2 separate regions of the Mus musculus genome follow, and region 1 is linked to region 2. Evidence: chromatin contacts called from public HiChIP or PLAC-seq data. All regions are on one chromosome and are shown on one strand. Each heading gives the region's core, a stretch centred on a gene start, on an enhancer-like site or on the middle of the called end of the contact. The rest is flanking DNA. Distances are from core to core; before and after follow the strand shown. Region 1 holds the start of Lhx5 (LIM homeobox protein 5). Region 2 has its middle 87 kb from the start of Gm31836.

Evidence for each region. HiChIP or PLAC-seq counts read pairs in DNA pulled down with a chosen protein or histone mark.
Region 1: an H3K4me3 HiChIP or PLAC-seq map of embryonic forebrain shows a contact between it and region 2, with 2.8 times the contacts expected there. The contact joins the promoter of Lhx5 here to the enhancer-like site in region 2. A contact is called at or near these places in 2 of 39 promoter capture datasets (HPC-7-derived erythroid cells and neural stem cells), 12 of 484 Hi-C or Micro-C datasets (CD8 T cells, the G1E-ER4 cell line, embryonic fibroblasts and 4 more), 13 of 115 datasets of contacts at active chromatin or transcription factors (craniofacial prominence, embryonic forebrain, embryonic hindbrain and 5 more) and 3 of 9 other capture datasets (adipose tissue, embryonic stem cells and pancreatic islet).

The regions. Positions count from the first base shown.
Region 1 is chr5:120,429,299-120,434,207 of GRCm38.p6, forward strand. Lhx5 (LIM homeobox protein 5) reads left to right here and starts at 2,588. Exons shown (of 5, transcript NM_008499.5): 1 at 2,588-3,155. The coding sequence starts at 2,983. Gm27199 (predicted gene 27199) reads right to left here and starts at 2,469. Exons shown (of 2, transcript NR_166585.1): 1 at 2,389-2,469. Gm31976 (a long non-coding RNA gene) reads right to left here and starts at 2,382. Exons shown (of 2, transcript XR_878743.1): 1 at 1,782-2,382.
Region 2 is chr5:120,319,046-120,324,568 of GRCm38.p6, forward strand. No RefSeq gene overlaps it. Among named protein-coding and RNA genes, the nearest start is that of Gm31836, 87 kb to the left of the region's middle. Within about 2 kb of position 3,451, at least 25 of the 459 cell types and tissues checked have an H3K27ac peak or open chromatin away from gene starts, as enhancers often do. A contact at or near this core is called in CD8 T cells, embryonic forebrain and female germline stem cells, where this site is marked.

The DNA.
Region 1 (4,909 bases), core at 1,338-3,837, 110 kb after region 2:
ATAGAGGAGGGATGCGGAGGAGGAGGAGGAGGAGGAGGAGGAGGAGGAGGAGGAGGAGGAGGAGGAGGAAGAGGAGGAGGAGGAAGAGGAGGAGGAGGAAGAGGAGAAGGAGGAGGAGGAGGAAGAAGAGGAAGAGGAGGAGGAGGGGGGTTGAGGGACTGTAGTGTCAGGGTGTGAGTTTTTCTCCACACATCTCAACAGCAATGCATAATGGGAAGAGGCCTTTGAAGTGTTTTGATGGATGCCAGACTCCAAATAGGGCAAAAAGGCAGAGGGAGAAAGAAACCATGGGAGAGAGGGAAATAGAGAAAGAAGGAGAGGAAGGTTTGGGGCCAGGGGAACAGGAAAAGAGGTGCAAGCCACTGAGTTAAAGAGGGAAGCACTCCAGGAGAATCAAGAAGATGGGGTTGGGTGGGGGGCTCCAAGAAACAAAGGCAGAGGGGCAGTGGGTTCGCCTCAGCTGGCAGCCTACATGACTCCTGTCTTCTCTGGGCCCTTCCTCATCTCTCTGCTCTCTGGGAGCATCTAGGCCCCCAGGCAAACAGGCTGGGCACTGCCACAGAGCTTCTTTTAGAGGCTTCAAGAATCTCTCTCCACAGGCCTAGGAGGCCCCGGGTGTGATCCAGTCTGCTTGGTCCTGGTTGCTACACTACACTACACTACACTACACTACACTACACTACACTGCAGGTACTCAGTCTCCTTGACAAAAGAGCGACCAGGTGATGTACCCACATACAGAGGCTACCCAAGTTGCGGGGAACCGTCTCCCAAAAGGCTCCGCTGATGAGACTCTTCAAGTCTTTCCCCCTAATCCATGAGGAGAATCCCTGCTACTGATACACAAACATTTCCCCCACTTCTACAAGAGTTGTGTAAATAAAAATTTACTGTCCAAACACCACACACACATCTACAAAATTCAGTGCCAGGGATCACACAGCCCAGTTCTGTCACACATAGGATCTCTAGTAGGAATATTCATATCTACACACACACACACACACTCACACTCAGACATTAAAATACACCTGCAGCATGTCAGAATAAACACATGCTTGTGAGTGACTTTACAAACAAGCATTTCCTCACACACCCAGTCGACCCATGTAAGCAGACACATAGAGACACAGACCAACAAGAAAGAAAGAAAGAAAGAAAGAAAGAAAGAAAGAAAGGAAGGAAGGAAGAAAGAAAGAAAGAAAGAAAGAAAGAAAGAAAGAAAGAAAGAAAGGTAATGCACATGTTAACAGGAAATTATAAACGAGAAATTTTACATGCCAAAAAAAGAAAGAAAAAAGAAAAAGAAACAAAAATAAAAAAAAATCCCTCCACGTCCCAGGGTTTGATCGCGAACACACTATAAATAGAGAGTTTTCAAGCAGTGGATATTTGCTAACAAACTCAGTAAATACGCCCAAACAAACACCCACAGCCAAGTCTTGGCACAATTCCTCTATGGCTCCAACCCTTAGGCCCCAGCCCCGCACCATCAGCGTTCTTCCCAGCAGCAAGGAAATATCCCAAAACACTCTCCCAGCCCTACCTCGTCCAAAGCAAGCGGTGGCCTGGTTGGCCTCGCAGAAACAAGGCCTGATCCCTTTTCTCCCCTCCAGGCCCACGCGCCCCTCCTCAGAGTACACCTGCTGGTACCCACACACCTGCGAAGCTGCCTTTGGCTCTAGGAGAGGGCCAGACTTAGAGCATCTCGGGGGGCCCGGGAGTGCCTATGACGCCCGGCTGTGGCCAGCTTCCCTCGCTCTATCGAGCGACCCACTCACCACGGTTCCCGCCAGCCTGACCTGGAATATGGACGATGTGGCCAAGACAGATGTAGTGAGCTTCAGCCTCCTCTCAACCTGCCGGAACACCCATCCGAGGTAGACCACCCCTTTCGCCACACCTCCCCCAGTGCCGAGTGAGCTAGGCACTTAGAAACGACCTTCGGGATTCCCAAGACCAGGCGAGGTGACATCCCTGAGTCAACCTGGATAGGGGTGGGGGAGGGAGGCACAGAAGTACCCAAGCTTCCCGCCCTCAGTCTCTTGGTGAGAAAAGCCCTGCTGGGCCCTAGCCCCGTGAGTGACAAAAGAAGCCACCGTAGGGAGAAGTGCCGGGTCTCCCAGCTCCTACGCTCAGAGCCCGAGCGAGCCGCAGTCTAAAGCAAGAGGGAGCTGGGCGGGTTCGGAAGCAGGGGGACCACAGCGCACTCCCTGCCTGGGCAACTTCTACAGGTTGCGAGGGTGGCGAACCTGGTGGGAGGTTTCTCCCTGGCTAGGCCTTGGAACCCTGCCCCCCAAAATTATTTGTGATGGGAGAGAAAAAGAACCCTGGTTTTCGCATCGCGCCCCCACCCCTCCAGACCCAAACTAGAAGGTAAATACTTACTTAGCTTGGGAACAGGTACTAGCAAATACTCGGCAATACTGATGTCTTGTTTTTTTTGCTCTGCCCTGACCGCAACGCTGTAGCCAATTTAGATATGCTATAAATTTAAGAGGTTGCTATGGCCACGGCGCGCCCATTGGCCGCCCGGCCCCCTACGTGCCGCACCACGTCACCAAATCTGAATAAGGATGCGCGAATTAGGCGGCGGCCAGACAAAGATGAGGATCGGGACCGCTTGAAAGTGGGGGAAAGTGCCGGCGCCTCCGCCAACCGGGAAAGCCGCTCGCCAGTGCCGAAGCCAGCAGCCGCCGAGGACACCTGCTCGAAGCTGGAGCGAGCGCCCGGTCGCGACCCGTGACATGAGGCTGTGACCGCTGCCGCCCTCCACGCCACTCTGGGCAGTGCAGCGCCAGGCCGGAGAGCGTCGGAGGACTTGACCCCGAGAAGTCTTGGTTGATCCGTAACGGACTCGCCCCTACAGACTCGCCTACAGACTAGGAAGGCTGAGAGCCACAGCAGCGGGGACCGAGAGGGCCTAAGGGCCCAGGGGCCCCAAGGAGGACGAGGCGGCCCGAGCCGCCGGGGCGCGCGGCTATGATGGTGCACTGTGCTGGCTGTGAGCGGCCCATCCTCGACCGCTTTCTGCTGAACGTACTAGACCGCGCGTGGCATATCAAATGTGTTCAATGCTGCGAGTGCAAAACCAACCTCTCGGAGAAGTGCTTCTCACGGGAAGGCAAGCTATACTGTAAAAACGACTTTTTCAGGTAAGAGGCCCCGCCGCGCCCTGCTGCCTACCACTGGCTGGCCCGAGCTCTACTCTGGCTCCTTGGGAATTAAGGGACCAAGAGACCCACCCCAGCTTGGGAGGTGGGGGTGGGCAGATAGGCAGTCTGCCCTCCTCAAGCCCTGTCCTCTGCTTGTGGGATGCTGAGGTTGAGTCGAGGGAAAGGAGGAGGCTGTTTGGCTGCTTCACCTTGGGTCTGCCAGGCAGCAGCAGAGATCGGTCAGATGGCAGAGGCCCGGAAGCTCGGCAACTTGCTCTGGGCCCCTTCCCCCGACACCTGAGTCCCCAGGACAGAAGCCTCAAGACTCCCCTGTCCAGATCCCAAAGATGTGTCGGGAGTTCAGAGCAGCTAGGAGCTTCTTGTTCCACACAGTAAATCCTAAACCCAGAGGGTAATCTGAGGACAAACAGGAACTTCTCACTTCCAAAGGACCCTAGCTAAGAAGGGATCTCCTGGAGATGGGCGATGAGAACCTTCCCCTGGCCCCCCACCACCCTCACCCGATTAATTTTCTTCCTAGTTGGAGAGGCACTGAAGAAGTAGAAGGTGAAAATCAGCCGATCTGTTCTGAGATCTCCCTTCCCAAGTCCATACAGCCCCTCAAGGCAGGCCAGGACCCAGTGTCTCTGTGGGCCTCAGTTTCCCAAAATGAGAAATGCTATGGGGCAGCCTAGAAACGCGTGGGTTTTTTTTTTTTTTTTTTTTTTTTTTTTTTTTTTTTTTTTTTTTTTTTTTTGGTAGCTGCGCTTTCTGCCCGTTTCCACCCGGCACCCAGACTGGCTTTGTGAGTCTGAATTCCAGGCACTGAGGGGGCGTGATTAGCTCGGCAAAGGAGAAAGGCTGCCGCCTGCCCCAGTGGCCGGGCACTTGGGAATTTGAATAGGAGAAAATGTCAGCCTCGCCTTTACACGTGTAAACTCCCTAGCCCCAGAGGCCCTGGTGCCCCTAATGTGGCATGCTTGCAAAGCACCTAATGATTTTTGATAAGGTGTATATAGCCAATTATGCTGCCGGATAAGGCCAAAAGTGACTTATGGTTTCTAATGCTCTCACTACATCAATGTCACCCAAATTCACTCTGTTTAGAGACATGGGTGTGAGTGGATGAAGGGGCCCCTCAGGGTTCTGAGCCCTCTTCTTCCTCTCCACACAACCTGTACCCCTTCCTTTAGGTTCTGCACCACCCATTATGTGCATACACGGGGGTACTTTCTTCCAGAGCCCAGGAAAGAAAAAGGATTTGTTCAGAGGCAAGGGAAAGAGGGCTTTGGAGTGATCCCAGGTCTTGGCTGGGCAGGACTTAAGATCAGCTTCTGCTCCCATTCTTCTGCTGTCTGCTGGGGCCAGAGATGGGGGAGGAGGATGTGTGTGTGTGTGTGTGTGTGTGTGTGTGTGTGTGTGTGTGTGTGCAGAAACTGACTTCCTGTTTCCAGAATGTACTCTTCTGAGGGCCTTCTGTCCCCAGCTCCTGAAAGCTGGGAGTCTAGCAGGTCTCCTGGATAGAAAGAGAAAAGTCCTGGCCTTTTTGCTCAGGTCTTCCACCCTGATGCTAAAGACAGGCAGGCAGACAGACAGACAGATAGACAGACAGACAGACATGGTGGTCCTATCTGACACACACAACACCCTAATCCAGGAAGCAAAACTAAAAATACTGAAAATCTACTCCACAGGCTTAAAATCCTTTGTAGGCTCCTGAAACAACCAAGACAGATTTGGTGGGGACCTGAGGG
Region 2 (5,523 bases), core at 2,201-4,700:
CCCTCCCTTCCTCTCTATCTGCCTCTTAGCCTTCAGTTCTCTCCTGGCAACCGTCACTGTTGTGCCTGGTTAGACTGCATTCTTGTAAACTGAATCATATATGTGTTGGGTTTTTTAAAAAAAATAGACCTATGGTTTGTGCTGGCCTCCCTCTACATACCTGTGGTTTCTGTTTGTTGTTGTTACTGAAGATGTACAGGTTCTATAGTATGGCTCTGCAATTCTTCTTGACTGTCAGGCAAGGGGCATCCTGGGAACTGCAGCATGGAATCTGACAGCTCTGTAATTGAGATTATTTTTGGGGTGTTGTTGGATACATATACAAGCATTTCACTTCCTAGAGACGTCCATTGTAGCTTCAGATGCTGGCAAGCTCTGTCCTCCGGTCCAGAAGTTCACATGGTGAGGGATCCTTGCTTTATTTAAGAGACATCTTGTGGGCTGGACAGCAAAGACAGCACAGGAAGTGATAGACTCATCCCACACCAGCCAGGAGGGAGCAGAGCCCACAGGAGCTCCTAAACCATCCCCTCATCCCCGGCCCCCCAACGCAGCCTTGGCACTCAGAAAGGTTAGACACTGCCCCTGCTAAATTCTCACATTCTCCCTTTGACCTCATCATCTCATGCCCTGCCCTGCTCACCTCACCCCACCCCACCCCTGACAAACATACACACACACATGCACACACACACACACACACACACACACACACACACACACTCTCTCTCTCTCTCTCACATACATATACACTCACACATAGTCTCTCACACACACATACTCACGCACACATGCACACATACACATGCACACATTCTCACATACACACACACATAGTCACACACATGCACAAACTCACACATACACACATTCACACACATACACACACATGCATACACTCTCACATACTCACACATAGTCTCTCACACACACATACTCACACACACTCTCACACACATGCACACACACTCACACATGCACACATACCCACACACATGCACATATTCTCTCACACACACACACCATGCACACACACACACACACACACACACACACACTGCAGTCTACAGCTGAACACGGGGTAGCAGTTTTTCAGCACACACACACTTACATACACTTTCACACACATGCATACACACTCACACATGCACACATACATACACACACTCTTAGCCACACACATGCATACACGCATACCTACACAGATGCACACACTCTCTCACACACACATACCATGCACACATACACACACTGCAGTCTGCAGCTGAACATGGGGTAGCAGTTTTTTGGCACATACACACTCACACACACATGCACACATTCTCACATATTCACACACACATCTCACACACATGCACACACTCACACGTGGACACACACATGCACACATGCATGCACACACACACATATGCACACACTCTCTCACACACACATACCACGCACACACGCACTGCAGTCTGCAGCTGAACATGGGGTAGCAGTTTTTCGGCCCAAGAATGACTTGCCATAATTGGGGCTCCTGGTTGCGATTTCTCTGTCTTCTATTTTATCCGAAAAATGCCTGGCAGTAATTGCCCATCCTCGGACATGGAGAGGAGCCGCTCTTTTTCTCGTTCATACTCCCAATTGGACTATTACTGCCCTGGCCCGCTTTCCCTTAAATAGACCCTGCTCAATTTGTAGGCATTTTCTAGAAGAGAAGATTCATCTCTCTCAGGCCTGGGTAGAAGGAGAGGAGATAGCCAGGCTTTGTCTGCGGATGGAAGGCAGTGTGATAGTTTCTCTCTCTCTCTCTCTCTCTCTCTCTCTCTCTCTCTCCCCCTAAGAAAATTAAAAACCTGGCCAATCTGTCTGTCCCCATTTCATAGATGGGGAAATCAAGGCGCTTGCTGCCAAGCCTGACAGCCTGAGTTCAATTCCCAGGGACCCACATGGTGCATGGAGAGAACCAGTTCCCACAAGTTGCCCTCTGATCACTACCTGCGTGTCATGGCATGCATGTGTTCATACGCATACACACATACAAATAAATAATCAGAAAATAATGGAGGGGTATACAGTAAATAGTATCAAAATTATTTGGGAGGAAAAAGATTATATTTGGGGATCCAGTGACATTTGCAAAGACTGAAAGGCTCAGAGGAGACCACAGAAATTCCTGGTACTGCCTAGCAGTAGGGTAAGGGGTGTGTTCATTCATTCCTTACAGAATGGGAAGGAAGGGAGCAGAAGCCAGGGAGCTGGTCACCCAGGGCAGAGAAAGCAATGCTTCCAACCCAGGGAACTGTTTCCCAATTCCATGGAATTTTTGCAAGCCAGTCCGAACATGATATAAAATAGATTGCATTGCTGGGATCTGGCGGTGCCCTGCTGGACGTTCTAACTCTCAGAGGCTGAGGCAGGAGGATTGGTGTGAGTTTGAAGCCAGCCTAGATTACAGTGTGAGATTCTGTCTGAATGAAACCAACTAAGATTCACAACAACAACTTGTATATATTTGATACCTGGTGTCTGTTAATTTTGAAATATGCAACCTCTTTTCCTTTTTTGCAGTTTTGTGCTTTCTGCCAAGACCATAAAATTTTAATTTTTTTGTCCATCCATCCATCCATCCATCCATATGTTATGGGCATGCAAACCATGGCCACATGGTAGAACATGGCTACATCATAGTAAGAAAACCTGCAGAAGTCTCTTCTCTCCTTCTACCATTTGGGTCTCAGAGATCAGGCACACTCTGCAGCAAGCACCTTTGCTGACTGAACCACCCTGCTGCCCAAGTGAACATCTTTGATGGGTGCTGACAGTCCCTAGCCGGATCCCAGGCTCAGTGAATGAAATGGTCCAGCCAGGATGCTGACCAGGAATGTCCTCAGTTAGATTTGGGACATCTGAGTCACGATAGATACCCCAGTGCCTCCCCGGCTAGATGCCTCTCTGGCTTTTCAAGGAAGCTGACAAAGCCCACATCCAGCGGAGACATCTCTATTGCCTGTCACGAGGCGCCTGTCACTCGGCCACCTTCACACCTGCCTTTTCCCTCCCCACCCACGTGCCACCTCTACAAAGCCACCTTAGGGCTGATCAAAAGCGGGTGCAGCCTTAAGTCAGCAGCCTCCCCAAGTCTGTCGGGGGTTGGGGGGAGTGGCTGGTCCCCAAGAAGGGCACTGTCCTCCGCTTCTCCCCCTCCTCCCCTCCCCCCTCCGGATTCTCCACAGCCTCCCGGATCATCGCTGAAAGAAATACTTTGCAGCGTTGTTGGGTCTTTGTTGGGGCGGAGGAGGGCGCAGCATAAAGGGGTTGAGAGAGTGAACTGGGGGGTGTGGGGGGGGTGCGGCGCAGGGCGGGAGGGGAAGAGGACGGATTCTCTGTGTCTAAAGGGGAATTAAAGTGCTTTTACCGGAGTGAAGAAATCAGATGAAGAATGGGCTCAGAACAAAAGGCGAAAGTCTGCGCGCAAGGCCGGCTGAATAGGCCCCGATCCCCTTAAGTTTGTAAACCCCCTCCCCATCCCTAAGCCTCCCTTCCTCGCTGCTGCCAAGAACAAACGCGCGGGAGGAAAAACAGAGCAGGGGAGGGGGAGGGGGACCGCAGGACCAGGGCCCAAAACCCCTAAAATAAAAGGTAATCCCTCGGGCACTCTGCCCTCCTGGACCCTACCGGGGGTCTGATTAAAGGTCCCACATGAAGCCACCCTTCCATTCACATGCAAGGAGCAGGATTTACAAGAAAAGAGGCAGCGAAGAATAGGCAGACAGGAGAAAAGAGGAATTATTTGTGTCCCGTAATGCTTGTTAAGCGCGCTCTTCTTTGAGTGCACCAGACAAGACAAGGCTCAGAACTGGAAGAGAAATCCAGGGCACACCCCCCCCACACACACACACACACACTCGGCCCAGCCTCTCCACCAGCGCCCGCCCCCCCCCCCCCCAGCAAACCCAACCACCCAATGCATCCTGGGGGCCAACCACACACATCAGGTGTGCACACACATACATGCACAAGTCCGAGAACACATACAAAGGGCTGTGAGCAAGGCTATAGACTCAGAAGAGAACTGTAATTAACCTCAGGTCTGCTGGCTGACAGTGATCTAATCAAACCAGCCCTTCACATCCTCTCTGTGGCCAGAGCTGGGTGGCCCGAGGTGGTGAACTGTTGGGGGATGTGGCTAAAGACCTCGTTTACAGCATCCTCCGGGATTGGATGGTAGAGAGTGTAGCCCATCTCCTGTGTAAGATGCCTCCCTCGCTCCTGCCTCAGGACCTTTGCACAGGCCACACCTTGGAGTAGGGTGCTGTTTCCACCCCTTTGGCAGAGCTAGCTTATTGCTCAGATGGGAGACAGCAAAGCCTTTCCTATCTGGTCCCTCCTCTCTCTTAAACCACCACACCTTGATCCTGGCTCTCAGAAGTCCTCCAGACCCAGCAAATTTACAGTTAATGGGATGTTACAATTTATGTGTGACACACTGTAAGGTTCATAAGATATAAATAAATGTATGGCCATGGGTGTGAATGCATTAGGGATGTGTGAAGGAAGGTGACATTTGTTTCTTGTTGAAATTGTTCAAGATTCGTCTGATCAACCACAGGGTGGTAAAGGACAGTGGCTGCTTCTGCCAGAGGAGGAAATGAGTCACTTAAGTCAGGTCTCTGGGGGCTGTAGCTGCATCCTCATTCCCTATTGTGCCATTTGGGTTTGGTCTATCGTGATGTGAACAGCCTCTACCTTGGGCTCTGGCTGCTGGGTGCTGAGATCCTTGGTCAGCATCCTTCTCTCCTGGTAGTGGACTGAAACTCTCTGAGACTGTGAGCCCAAGCAAACCTTCCTCCTCTCAAGTTATTTCTGTCAGGCATTTGGTCAGAGCAATGTGAAAATAGCTTAGATGGTCAATAAGAAAGATGTTTATGGGACGTACTATACCTCATTCATTTACTTATTTCTTCGATTTACTGCTTCTGGGGAACCATGCGTGCTGGATGAGCGCTCTACCGCTGGCCTCCATCCCGAGCACGTATGTCCACTCTGGTCACTTGATCCCCTGGGTGGTTTAGAAACTCATGTGGTAACTGTGGTGATTTTTAATGCCTGGATGGTTTTGTGCCTGTTAATTTTTCTAATTTCTTTTAAAATTTATTCTCTCTCTCTCTCTCTCTCTCTCTCTGGTGTGGGGAGGGGCTGGGGGAGGGAGAGTACCAGACACTGTGTAACACACTGTAAGACCTAGGGAGTGGCGCTATTTGGAGGTGTGGCCCTTTTGGGGTAGGTGTGGCCTTGTTGGAGTAGGTGGGGCCTTGTTGGAGTGAGTCCTTGTTGGAGTTGGCAGACTTATGCCATTGTAGACGTGGGCTTTAAGACCCTCCTCCTAGCTGCCTGGAAGCCAGTCTTCTGGTAGCAGATTTCAGATGAAGATGTAGAACTCTCAGCTCCTCCTGGACCATGCTCCTGCCTTGACAAAGCCAAAAGAGGGCATCAGATCCCGCTAGAGCTGGAGAGCTGGAATCGCAGAGCCCCGATGTG